Regions from separate parts of the Mus musculus genome. Here region 2 is linked to region 1. A link is a contact called in public promoter capture Hi-C data. All regions are on one chromosome and are shown on one strand. Each heading gives the region's core, a stretch centred on a gene start, on an enhancer-like site or on the middle of the called end of the contact. The rest is flanking DNA. Distances are from core to core; before and after follow the strand shown. Region 1 holds the start of Ppp1r10 (protein phosphatase 1, regulatory subunit 10). Region 2 holds the start of Trim10 (tripartite motif-containing 10).

The links. Promoter capture Hi-C pulls out the DNA fragments that hold promoters and counts their contacts.
Region 2: a promoter capture Hi-C map of erythroid cells shows a contact between it and region 1, with 12 times the contacts expected there. The contact joins the promoter of Trim10 here to the promoter of Ppp1r10 in region 1. A contact is called at or near these places in 2 of 39 promoter capture datasets (erythroid cells and hippocampal neurons) and 1 of 115 datasets of contacts at active chromatin or transcription factors (pancreatic cancer cells).

Annotation. Positions count from the first base shown.
Region 1 is chr17:35,913,904-35,919,283 of GRCm38.p6, forward strand. It overlaps Ppp1r10 (protein phosphatase 1, regulatory subunit 10), which reads left to right and starts at 3,293. Exons shown (of 19, transcript NM_001163818.1): 1 at 3,293-3,813. It overlaps Mrps18b (mitochondrial ribosomal protein S18B), which reads right to left and starts at 2,537. Exons shown (of 7, transcript NM_025878.2): 1 at 2,389-2,537; 2 at 793-901; 3 at 589-686; 4 at 431-499. The coding sequence starts at 2,460. Mir1894 (microRNA 1894) reads left to right here and starts at 3,986; the gene lies at 3,986-4,066.
Region 2 is chr17:36,867,026-36,872,405 of GRCm38.p6, forward strand. Trim10 (tripartite motif-containing 10) reads left to right here and starts at 2,549. Exons shown (of 7, transcript NM_011280.2): 1 at 2,549-3,282; 2 at 4,648-4,743; 3 at 5,314-5,380. The coding sequence starts at 2,854. It overlaps Trim15 (tripartite motif-containing 15), which reads right to left and starts at 162. Exons shown (of 7, transcript NM_001024134.2): 1 at 1-162. The coding sequence starts at 76.

The sequences.
Region 1 (5,380 bases), core at 2,043-4,542:
AGAAAGGAGCTTTCTCTTCCTTTCTGTAATACATAGTATAGGTTTATGACAAGGCCTGGAACGTGGAATTCACACTTCTGCTTCCGCCTGCCAGTGTGGGGTTACAGATCTATGTCATCCAAGTCTACTCTAAAATCTGTATCTTCTTTGTTTTTCATGATGAGTTAGTTTCTCTGTGGAGCCCTGGCTATCCTGGAACTTGTTCTGCACACCAGGCAGGGCTTAAACTCAGAAATCTGCCTCACTCCTGCTGGGATTAAAGGTGTGTGCGACCAAATCCAGCTCAAAAGAGGGGTGTTTTCAAAATGGCAACCACTGAAAAATAGGACTGTACAGGTTCAGGGATATGAAGACTGTGAGACACCTCTGACAATCTCGAGCGCCGCGAGGAGGCTACAAATTCTAATTCTGGATAAAAGACTCTCCTTACCCTAAAGTCAACATGCAACTTGTGATCCCGGCAGATTGGGCAAGGATTCCCAGCAACTTTATTGTTACGCTGTAGGGGAGGGAAAAAAGGAAAGAATTTATGATACCTTCTAGGAGGCCTCTTCCCACTCTATTAAGATGAGAACCTTAGAAACTCACAATACATGTCTTTCGGGTCCGCTGTGGTGGCACACCACCTTTGTGGTTGCGGCGGTAGTCAGCCCAAACAGGGCGAGAGCCATAGCGGTTGTGGTATTCTGAAATCAAGACCAGATGAGTTTACTTATGCATGCGAGAGTGGAAGGGGTCTTCTCTAGACACTTCGGGCTGCATCTTCCCCTCCTTTCCCCTAGCCTCAGGCACCTTCTGAATCCAGGTACTTCCAAGGCTCGCTCTCATATGGGGAAACGGGAAGCGAGGATGGAGCATCTTCTTCAGGAGGGCCTCTGGTGCAAAGAGTCTGGAGGGGAACCTAAAAAGGGAGTAAGAGGCTGCAACTATTTGGTTTATCATACACTGGGGACAGAGTTTGGAACGTGTGCACAAAATGTCAGTATAACTCATCAAGAAAATAGCATTTCTGCTATGAAAGTAGCATTTCTGTTGATGCTAAACTGACAACCACTCTACCTAGGGCCCCAAGCTGACCCTGCAGGATAAGCCAACAAGGTAAAAGATGTTAGTGGGATGTGACAATTTAAAAACCTTGGCATACAAATATCTGCGTTTGATGAGCACTGGTTGGTTATGGTGTGAAAAAAATGCCAAACTTTTGGAAATAAGATTGATAATGGCTGTCAAGATGGCTCAGCGGGTAAGAGCAATCCCAGCAACCACAAGGTGGCTCACAACCACCCATGAGCTCTGACAACCCCTTCTGGTGTGTCTGAAGACAACTACGGTGTACTTATGTATAATAATAAATAAATCTCTTAATAAAAAAAAAAAAAAAGAAAAGAAAGCTGGGCGTGGTGGCGCACACCTTTAGTCCCAGCACTCCGCAGAGAGGCAGAGGCAGGAGGATTTCTGAATTCAAGGCCAGCCTGGTCTACAAAGTGAGTTCCAGGACAGTCAGGGCTATACAGAGAAACCCCGTCTCAAAATACCAAAAATAAATAAATAAAAAGAAAACACAAAGATTAATAATGGAGAGCTGGGCATGATTCATACAGATGAGAAAACCCCAAAGTCGCTGCGCTGATCAGTTTCTTAAAATGCTGCAGGTCAACATTCCACAGAGCAAAACAAATTTGCGTCCTAACGCTAGCTTTAAAGCCACCAAGCCTGTTATTACTTCGGTGGTAACCTCTGTCACTACTCTGTAGTCCCATTTTAGGGAGTGGCGTCGAGACAAGCCTTCCTATTCCTCCCTGCCCTGCGGAGAACCTCCAGGGTGGTGAGTACCTGAGGCTAAAGGGCAATCTCAATCCAGAGAGCAGAATGATCTCAAGCATGCTCTGATGGGGAAATGACGTGTGACGAGGTGGAGTAGGACTAGTGTACTTGCTTTTAATTCCATAATCTGGGAGGGAGAGGTAGAAAGCTCAGAAAGTACCTATGAGACCAACCTGGGCTGTCTCCCGAACACCGGGGAAAATCCTTAAAATAGGGTCCTTTGCTAAAAAAAAAACAACAACAACAAAAAAAAACCAAACACGTCCTGGGTGCCACTTCAGGCACCAACGACCTGGTTACAAACTGCCCATTTCCACAGGGGCAACCCCACCATTTAGTTCTTTTGCCTAATGGTAGTCGGGAGACGACGATGATAACCCGTAACCCTGGCTCTGACCCGAACGCTCGGTAGTTAGAAATCGCGCGCCGTAGGGGACGGAGGCTGGTGCAGGGCTGACACGTAGACATGTGGGAAAACCCATGCCCCTTGACTCCTCCTAATGGAAGGAAGATCGAAAGTATAGACACCACGGGGAGGTAGAGAAAACCCCTCCAACGTTTTACCTGAGCTACATAGGAACTTCGTAAGAGTGTAGGAACCAGCTTTAGAAGCGTGTGCCGCAAGGGGGCAGCCATCTTGACGCACACCGGACGTACGGCCTGCCGGAAGAGCGACTGCGCATGCTCGGGACACGCACTAGGGTGGGCCAAGGACACGCCCCGCAATGCGGAAGGCGGCTGCTCACATGTCTAAGGGCGGAAGCGTCAAGGGGCGGGGTCCACAGACGCGAATTTAAACTGCGTCACAATCGAACCAGCCTTCAAAATTGCATTTCTCCCGGACCAGTCACGATGAATCCTAGATTCCATGGTTAGTGTCTAACATGAAAGCAGATTTGATTGCGATTTTAACCAGGGTGCTCCCAGTGCGCATGCGTCGGGCCGTTTCGGCCAACCGAGGGCGACCCCGGGTCGCCGGAGCGGAAGTGGTGGAGGCAGAGGAAAGGGAGGTGCCGGACGCGGCGATCACGCGCTGGCGTAGAGGTGATAGCAAGGAGACGGAAGAGGGGAACCGAGGGAAGGGGGCTTCGGGAAGGTGGAGGAGGGACGTCCAATCCGCGGGCGACCCGGCTCGCACGCTGGCCAATCAGAGTTCGCCTCGCGCACAATGTGTCCCGGCGAGGGCGGTTCTCCATCACGTTAGGGTGCGTTGGGCGGTGGCCGGGTATAAAAGACTCCGCCCGAGCGGGCGGCCGCCATTCTGGGGTTCGTTTAGAGGTAAGTTTGGGTGCTCCGTCGCTTTGGAGGGTAACGTTTTGCCGAGAGCGGGCCGGGGGAACGGGGTGGTTTCGGATTTAATGGGCAGCCACGTTTTTCCCTAATGCGGCTGCGTCCTGCGACAACTTTGAAACGTTTAAAGGCGACCCGTACTGATTACACCTTCCTCCTTTTGTGTTCCTTTTACCCCAGGTTGAATTTTCTCGGAGAAAGACAGGCCGGCCATCAGGAAAACAAACAAGCCTCAGCAACATCTAAACCCTTGAAAGGATCCTGAGAGGGGGGAAAGGGAAATCAGCCACCAGCCCAACCACTCGTGTCTTCTGCCCCTCCCCACCTATCTTGCCCACCCCACCAGCCCACGCTGCTTGGGACTTGAGATCTGTGGCCGAAGGACCGTCACCACATAACTTCAAAAATAATCAACCACCTTCCCTGCCCAAACCTACCCAATCTCACTCATCCAGCATTTCCGTTTTGGAATCCACTCAGACTTTTTTTTTCAACGACCCCCTCTCCCTAAATGGAGTTGGGCGGGGGGGAAATGAAAACTGAGTTGGTCTTTACTTTTTTTAAAAGAGACTTTTTGATCCAATGAGGCCCCACAAGTAACTGAGTTTGGGTCCTGGTTGGTTGCTTTATTTTTTTTCCTCCAAAATTTTACCCCTCCCCCCTGAGCCCGAGGTGCTGACGTCGCAAAAAAATTGGATAGTAAGTGTCGAATTTTCAAAAACCAGCCTTGAACAAGAAATCAACGTTTCCCGTTGTGAAACCAAAAATAATGAGAGGAAGAAATGAGACCATAGAACAAATGTAGAGTACTGGAGAGAAGGACCAATCGGGTCTCTTAAATCTCCATTAAAGGTCCTGTGGGTCTAAACAGTCTTTGTTCTCTCTCCCCTACCACCTGCCTCTTCCCTGCTGTGGAGCAGGCAAGGGAGAGGGTGAAGGGAGGGCCAGCCAGTGAGGATTTTGACGGTTAACCCTTGATAATCCAGCAGATTTCCAGACTGCCAGAGCATAAGCCTTTGCGATAATAAGGAGGAATGGTTACCTTCCTCTGGTTAGCAGTCTTCAAAAGGGTTAATGAGCTCACATACAAAAGATGGTGGATCTTGTGGCCCAGAAGTCCCACTTCTTTGTGTGTGAGACAAGCAGAACGCCTTTCAATTTGCCAGATTAATAAGCAATCTGTACATAAAGATTGCAGGGTAAGGAGATGGGCAGAGAAATATTAGCTGGCTATGTCTTTAAAGTGACTGTTAAATCCTCTCTATTTTAATGTAATTTGCTTGGGATATATTGTGTGGTTAAAATAGGTGGCAATCTAGGAATAAAGATTGCAAGACACTTAAATTTAGGGCAAAAATCATAGTAACAAGTACATACAATAACATTTGGGGAGGTAAAGAATGTCTTGTGATTGTTTCAGCTTGCATAGGTTATTTAAAGGCAAAAGTGATTAACATTTTAACTTGATACTTTTTTAGTGGGTGGTGGATACAGCTAAGAGGGTGGAAAGGTTGGGAAATGTGGAACTCAGGAGTATAATTTTAAAAGCCATTAGTGCATTTGAATGCTATCTTTCTAGAAGATTGTGTCGTTAAAAGATTTTTTTTTTCCTCCCTGCTTCAAATATGGCGACTTTTCCTTGCTTGTCCTTTTGTCTTGCAAGCGGCGTTGCAGGTTGTGTCTTGACCCATTTTTCTCCTGTCCTCCCCCCTCGGTCCTATTTGTTGAGGGGTCCAAGTCCTACCACTTGGCTTTTGTAGGGAGGATTGGGATGGTCGGCGGTAGTAAGTTGAATTTTAGTTGCAAATTCAGATTCTTATCCCGCAGAAAATTGTATATTAATTGATTTTATTTTCAGTAATAGGCTCTTAAACTGATTTAAGATAGGTCAAGTTGAGGGTGGTGGTCAGAGGGATGGCTTCTGTTTGTTTTTTGTTTTTGTTTTTTTAACTTAGTGCCTTACAGTGTTAAGTAAAGCTACCGGCAGATCTGCCCGGCCTTTTAAATTTTGAATCTTCTCCATAACAAAATGGCGTCCCTCTCCTTTGTTTTTCTCCTTTGCCAGTCAGCTTAGGGCTTCCCTAGACGCTTGGTCAAGGGGGTGGAGCCACCGTGAAAGGTGATGTAATCAGCTTGCTTCCTCTGAAGACTCCGCCCCCAAGCAGCTGTCTTCTCTCCCTTTGCAGATTGCTGTTGGGGAGAATACGTTTTGGGTTTTTTTTTTTTTTTTTTTTTTTCTTGTTTCTTTTATCTTATATGATAAATC
Region 2 (5,380 bases), core at 1,299-3,798, 950 kb after region 1:
CCGCATCCTGCAAGGGTCGGGTGCAGACAGGACAGGCTACTTGGTGAAGTCCCCGCAGGGACCGGGTTGAGGGCATCACCGTGCCTTCCCCTGCCTGTCCACAGTCTTCTGACTCGGTCCACTCCAATTTCCTTTCCCTGAAACTGAGTCACTTTTAAGTGCGTCACTGTCACAGAAGCAAAGGAATCGGAGGCTGAAAGAAAGGCAGGAATGTCAGCTCAGCGAGGTCACCTGGCTGCCACGCCCAGAACCCAGCAGCTAAGCAGGTCCAAACTCCAGGGCGTCTTGACTACCCAGCGTTTCCCAGGGGCAGGCAGGTGACCTAGCTCTCCACTCCTGTCGCCTTCGGTCCCTTGGGTGGGGAGCAGCGTATTGCATCATGAGGTCACTTGGAAATGGGGTTTCCTGGAATCTCTTGGCTACAGAGAGGTGAGGCCATTGGGGAGGAGCCGCTTCCTGTCACGCTGGGCAGGTGAGAGCCATAGTTCAGGCTAGGAGGCTGGCAGTGGCATCAGAGTCCAGCCTGTGATGTTGAGACTGACCTCGAATTTCGAGCCCAAATGCACGTTCCCCTCGTCTGGCAATATGCACTCACCACCACCTCCACCACCACCACCACCACCCCAAGAAATTACTCCAGAACAACCAATTTAATAACAACTCATTGGGACAAGTGTGGAGAAAGAGATACAAATTGAAAGGCAAAGAGGATTTCTAAGGATCAGAGAGTTTGACAGCCACAAGACAGAAGGCATTGGGGTATTTGGATTCCAGCTCTTCCCAAAACTGGGTCAGAGATCAAGCCGCCAGGGTCCCTGGGCATTCTCCTGCCCTGTGGACAAGCTGCCAGGATCCCTAGGCATTCACCTGCCCTGTGGACAAAGCCAGACCCTCGTGCTCACCAGGTCTTTTTATCCCACCTATTTTCATGTTTCACACACCCCTTCTTCCTGCCCTACCTTCCCACTTGACAATGCATCCTTAGAACAGCTGTCTAATTATATGTGGTCGGCCCTGGCTGAGATGTGCTGTTTGTATAAACGATTTCACATCACTACAGAGACATGTGATATATCGCTAGTATTTCATGTTGACTCTATGCTCAAAAATATTTTTGGAAACATTGGACTAACTTAAATATACTACTAATATTTACTTTTTGTCTTATAATATTTTTCTCACCCTTATTATGAGAAACATTCAAATTTATTGATAGTGTGGAGAAATAGTGGCATGAATGCCTTTGTGCATTTTTGAATTTTGTAAGTATTGGGCCATCTGCTCTCTCTTCCATAAATACAACATATATCTCCTCAGAGTGAGGAATTCATCCACACAACCACGGTGTCATTAAAAAATTTAACATGGGCCGGTGTGATGCCGCATCAGGTAAAAGCAACTGCTGCCAAGCCAAAGACCTGAGTTCTAGCCCTGGGACCAACATGGTTGAAGGCAAGAACTCACTCCACAAAGTTGTCCTTTGATTTCTACATTTATGCCAGAATACGAGCGCGCAAGCGCGCGCACACACACACACACACCTACACATGCACACATGCACACACATATATACACATGCACACACACCTACACATGCACACACATACACACATATACACAGTAATAATAAAAACTATATAATTTAAAGAACTTTAGCAATCTATTAGTGAGTTTACTGTCAGTATTCAAAATACCCGGTTTCCCAATAATGTCCCTTTATATATAATTCTGTTCCATTGGGGCCCAGCTCATATTGGCAACCAGAAACATTTACATTGCATATATGTGACTTTCACTGATTGTTTTTTTCCTCAAGACACATTTCACGTAGCTCAGACTGGCCTCTGAGCTGCTATACAAGCAGAGGCTGGTCTTGAGGACTCCTGATTCTCCCATCTCTGGATAACAGGTGCTGAGATCACAGGCATGTGCCACCATGTCTGTTTGTCCTTTGGGTTTCTGGTAGACTGAATCTCCTGGAAGACACATAGCTTTGACTTGCAGATAGATCACAGTCACCTGCACTCTGTTGGTTCCCCTTGGATGAGTGGAGGGAACCTGGAGGAGCTTGCAAAATGGAGGTCCAAACAGCAGGATGTGATAGAGCCAAGGTGGAATTAAAAAAAAAAAAAAAAAACTGTTTAAAGTGCTTCCGTCTATCAGTGGGAGATATGTAGTCATGGTAATAAATAAATAAATAAATAAATAAATAAATAAATAATGCTGGCTCTATTTTTCCTCCCTCATACGTTTTTTGTTGTTGTTGTTGTTGTTGTTGTTTTTGTTTTTTTTTTCCCTTCTCTCGGCCCTCTTTTAAAGCCTGTTATAGGACCATGGAGGCATCACCACAGTTCCTTGTGCTGTGCACACCCCAGCTCAAGAGCCTTATCTGAGTCCCCACACTCCCCTGGCCACTAGCCTTGTACTGGCTGATACCTCCAATCTCCCTGGAGACAGGTGGCTATGTTTAAGAGCTGGGGTGGCAGTAGCTGTGAGTCAAGCTCCTCCCTGCCCCTGAAGAAAAGATCTCTTTCAACAGTGGTCTGCTGAGAGACTGTGAGCAGCTTCGGGTGGACAGAAAGTTGCAGTGAGCTCCAGGCCATGGGAACTGGTCCAGAGAGTTAACTTATGGTGCTTTGAGCCCCTGGGCCTTCCTCCTCTATTTCTTCACCTATGCTGTTGGCAGGAGTGTGTCTGCTCCTGGGAGAGCAGGACAAGGGGCTCTGGTGCCAGAGATGTAACTGGGTCCCTTGTCCCAGTGTGGGTGACTATGTTGGTGTTCAGGCCTGATGTGGGTGTGGAGGGTGAGCAGAGACGGTGACTTCCAGCGTCAGAAGGCCTGGTAGGATTGACATGGCCTCAGCTCCTTCTGTGACTAGCCTGGCAGATGAGGTCAACTGCCCCATCTGCCAAGGCACCCTGAGGGAGCCAGTCACCATTGACTGTGGCCACAACTTCTGTCGTGGCTGCCTCACTCGCTACTGCGAGATCCCAGGTCCAGAATCAGAGGAGTCCCTCAGCTGCCCGCTCTGCAAAGAGCCCTTCCGCCCAGGGAGCTTCCGGCCCAACTGGCAGCTGGCCAATGTGGTGGAGAACATCGAGCGCCTTCAGCTGGCGTCCACGCGAGGCCTGGAGGTGGAGGATGCCTGTCCGGAACACGGGGAGAAAATCTACTTCTTTTGCGAGGAGGATGAGGCACAGTTGTGTGTGGTATGCCGCGAAACCGGACAGCATGGGGCTCACACTGTGCGCTTCCTGGAGGACGCAGCAGGTCCCTACAGGGTAGGAGAGGATCCCTACAGGGTAGGAAGGGGCTCTGGGGCACCCTTGAGAGAGCTGGATTGGACTAAGGGAAGTAGAAAGGTGGTGTGGATTCTGGGCTGGAAGGAGCATCCGGACTCCAATTTTTTTTACCTTATTTGATCAGCCAGGCACATACTGAAGCACAGAGAAGCACGGAGTTATAATTAAGAGTTCTATGTTGTTTCCTTGTGGACCATAGTAAATCCTTTCTGAACGGATGAACCATCAAACGTGTGTGTGTGTCCTGTATCAGTTAAGTGTGCTTGAAGTTTGGATTTTAGGGAATGACAGTGCTTGTTTATGTACAAGAGTGAACGCCTTGTTTGTGGAGGGATGGTCTGAGTGTGTTCTGTTTGAAGCGTGTAACTGAATGGGCTGGTTGGGTGAATATTTGTGGCATATACTTTTTTATTTTCCATTAAGTGAGTGCATTGCTGGTTTTAGTTGCTTTTATACCATATTTTGTTATGAGCAGGCATTTGTATGTATGATGTAGCAATTTATTAGTGATCTTTTCATAGTGAGACCAGCTTGCCTCAGACTAATTATATAGCCTAGGATGACCTTGAATTTCTGATTCTTCTAGTTCTACCCCTGGATGAAGGGATTATAGGCATATGCTGCCACACTCGTTTGATGCAGGGTTAGGAGTCCTGTGCATGCTAAGCAAGCGCTCTAATAACTGAGCTACATCCCCAGCTTGTCTGTATGTATTTCTAAACACACATACACACATAGATATTTATGTGTTTGCTTGTTCCTAACTCTAATCTAGAACAATTTATAAAACTGGGCATCAATTATTTTTGCATCTAAATTTCTTCTCACCTTGTGTACCATTTCTAGATTATTGGTTCTAGTAAAAAGGGAGACGTTGTTTGCATGTATTTCCTCTGGGTGACATGATTTCAGTTCCAGCTAAGAACATGTGGAGCTCATAGGTAATACTTGGCAGATGCAAAAGTAGGTAGCTGTTTAACGCAGAGAAGGGCTCAAAGGAGAAGCAAAGTCATGACCTTTGATGGTAGATGAGAATGGGGGGAAGCCCTGCTCAAAATCTCTAGGACATAAAGCAAGAGTCATAAGACTCAAGGCCAGGTCTGGGGGTGCTCACCTATGATCCTACTGTTGGGAAAACTGAGGCAAGAAGATCCTGAGTTTGAGGTAAGCCTGGACTACATGAGATCCAGCCTCAAAATGAGAACAAGAACGAAGACCCTGAATCTCTCAAGGTGCTGGGGTTCACACTCATCCCCAGCGCACTTTGCTTCCACGCATAGAAGGGAGGGACATCCCTCTACAGTTACTTTCTGCATCTTAATACTTCATGCTCCTTCTACCCAGGAACAAATACAGAAGTGTCTCGTGTGTCTAAGGAAAGAGAGAGAAGAGATTCAAGAAACCCAGTCAAGAGAAAACAAAAGAATACAGGTGCTCCTGGTACGTCTCCACCCTCCCCAGGCCCAGCTCCTTCTCCCAGAGTCTAAGGCTCACAGAGCAGAGACGTGGAGCTCTCTGAATCGGAATCCTGTCTTTGATATTATTTCTTCCATCGATTCTCTAACTTTGACGTACTCACCTGTAAGAATGGAGATTAAGGTTCATTTCCTTATCAAATCAGTGCAGGAATTAGTGCGATCCTGCCTCTAACAGCCTGGTGATGTGTACGAGGCCAGCATCTCTGGGGTCTACTCTGAGCCCCTTTTAGAAGCCACAGTAGTGATAGGGAGGCAATAGCTGGGCTGTGTCGCTCCCAGAAATGGAGTGACAAGCTGAAAGAACATAGCTCCACATCCTTATGGGGGCTGAGGAGCAGGCAGGAGTAGGGGGCTCTGATTTTACTGCCTAACCTTGGGAGGTGTGGGCATAGATCAAGAGGGAAGTGGGAATTTATAAGGAAAGGGAAGAAAGGACAGATGAGATGCCACAGGAAGAGGGGGAAAAGATGGGAGAAGATCTCGCTGTGAGGAGAGTAAAATGTTCTCCCTGGCTCTCATCTTCCCTTCTCAGACTCAGGTGGCCACCAAGAGGCAACAGGTGATCTCACAGTTTGCGCATCTGAGCCAGTTCCTGCAGC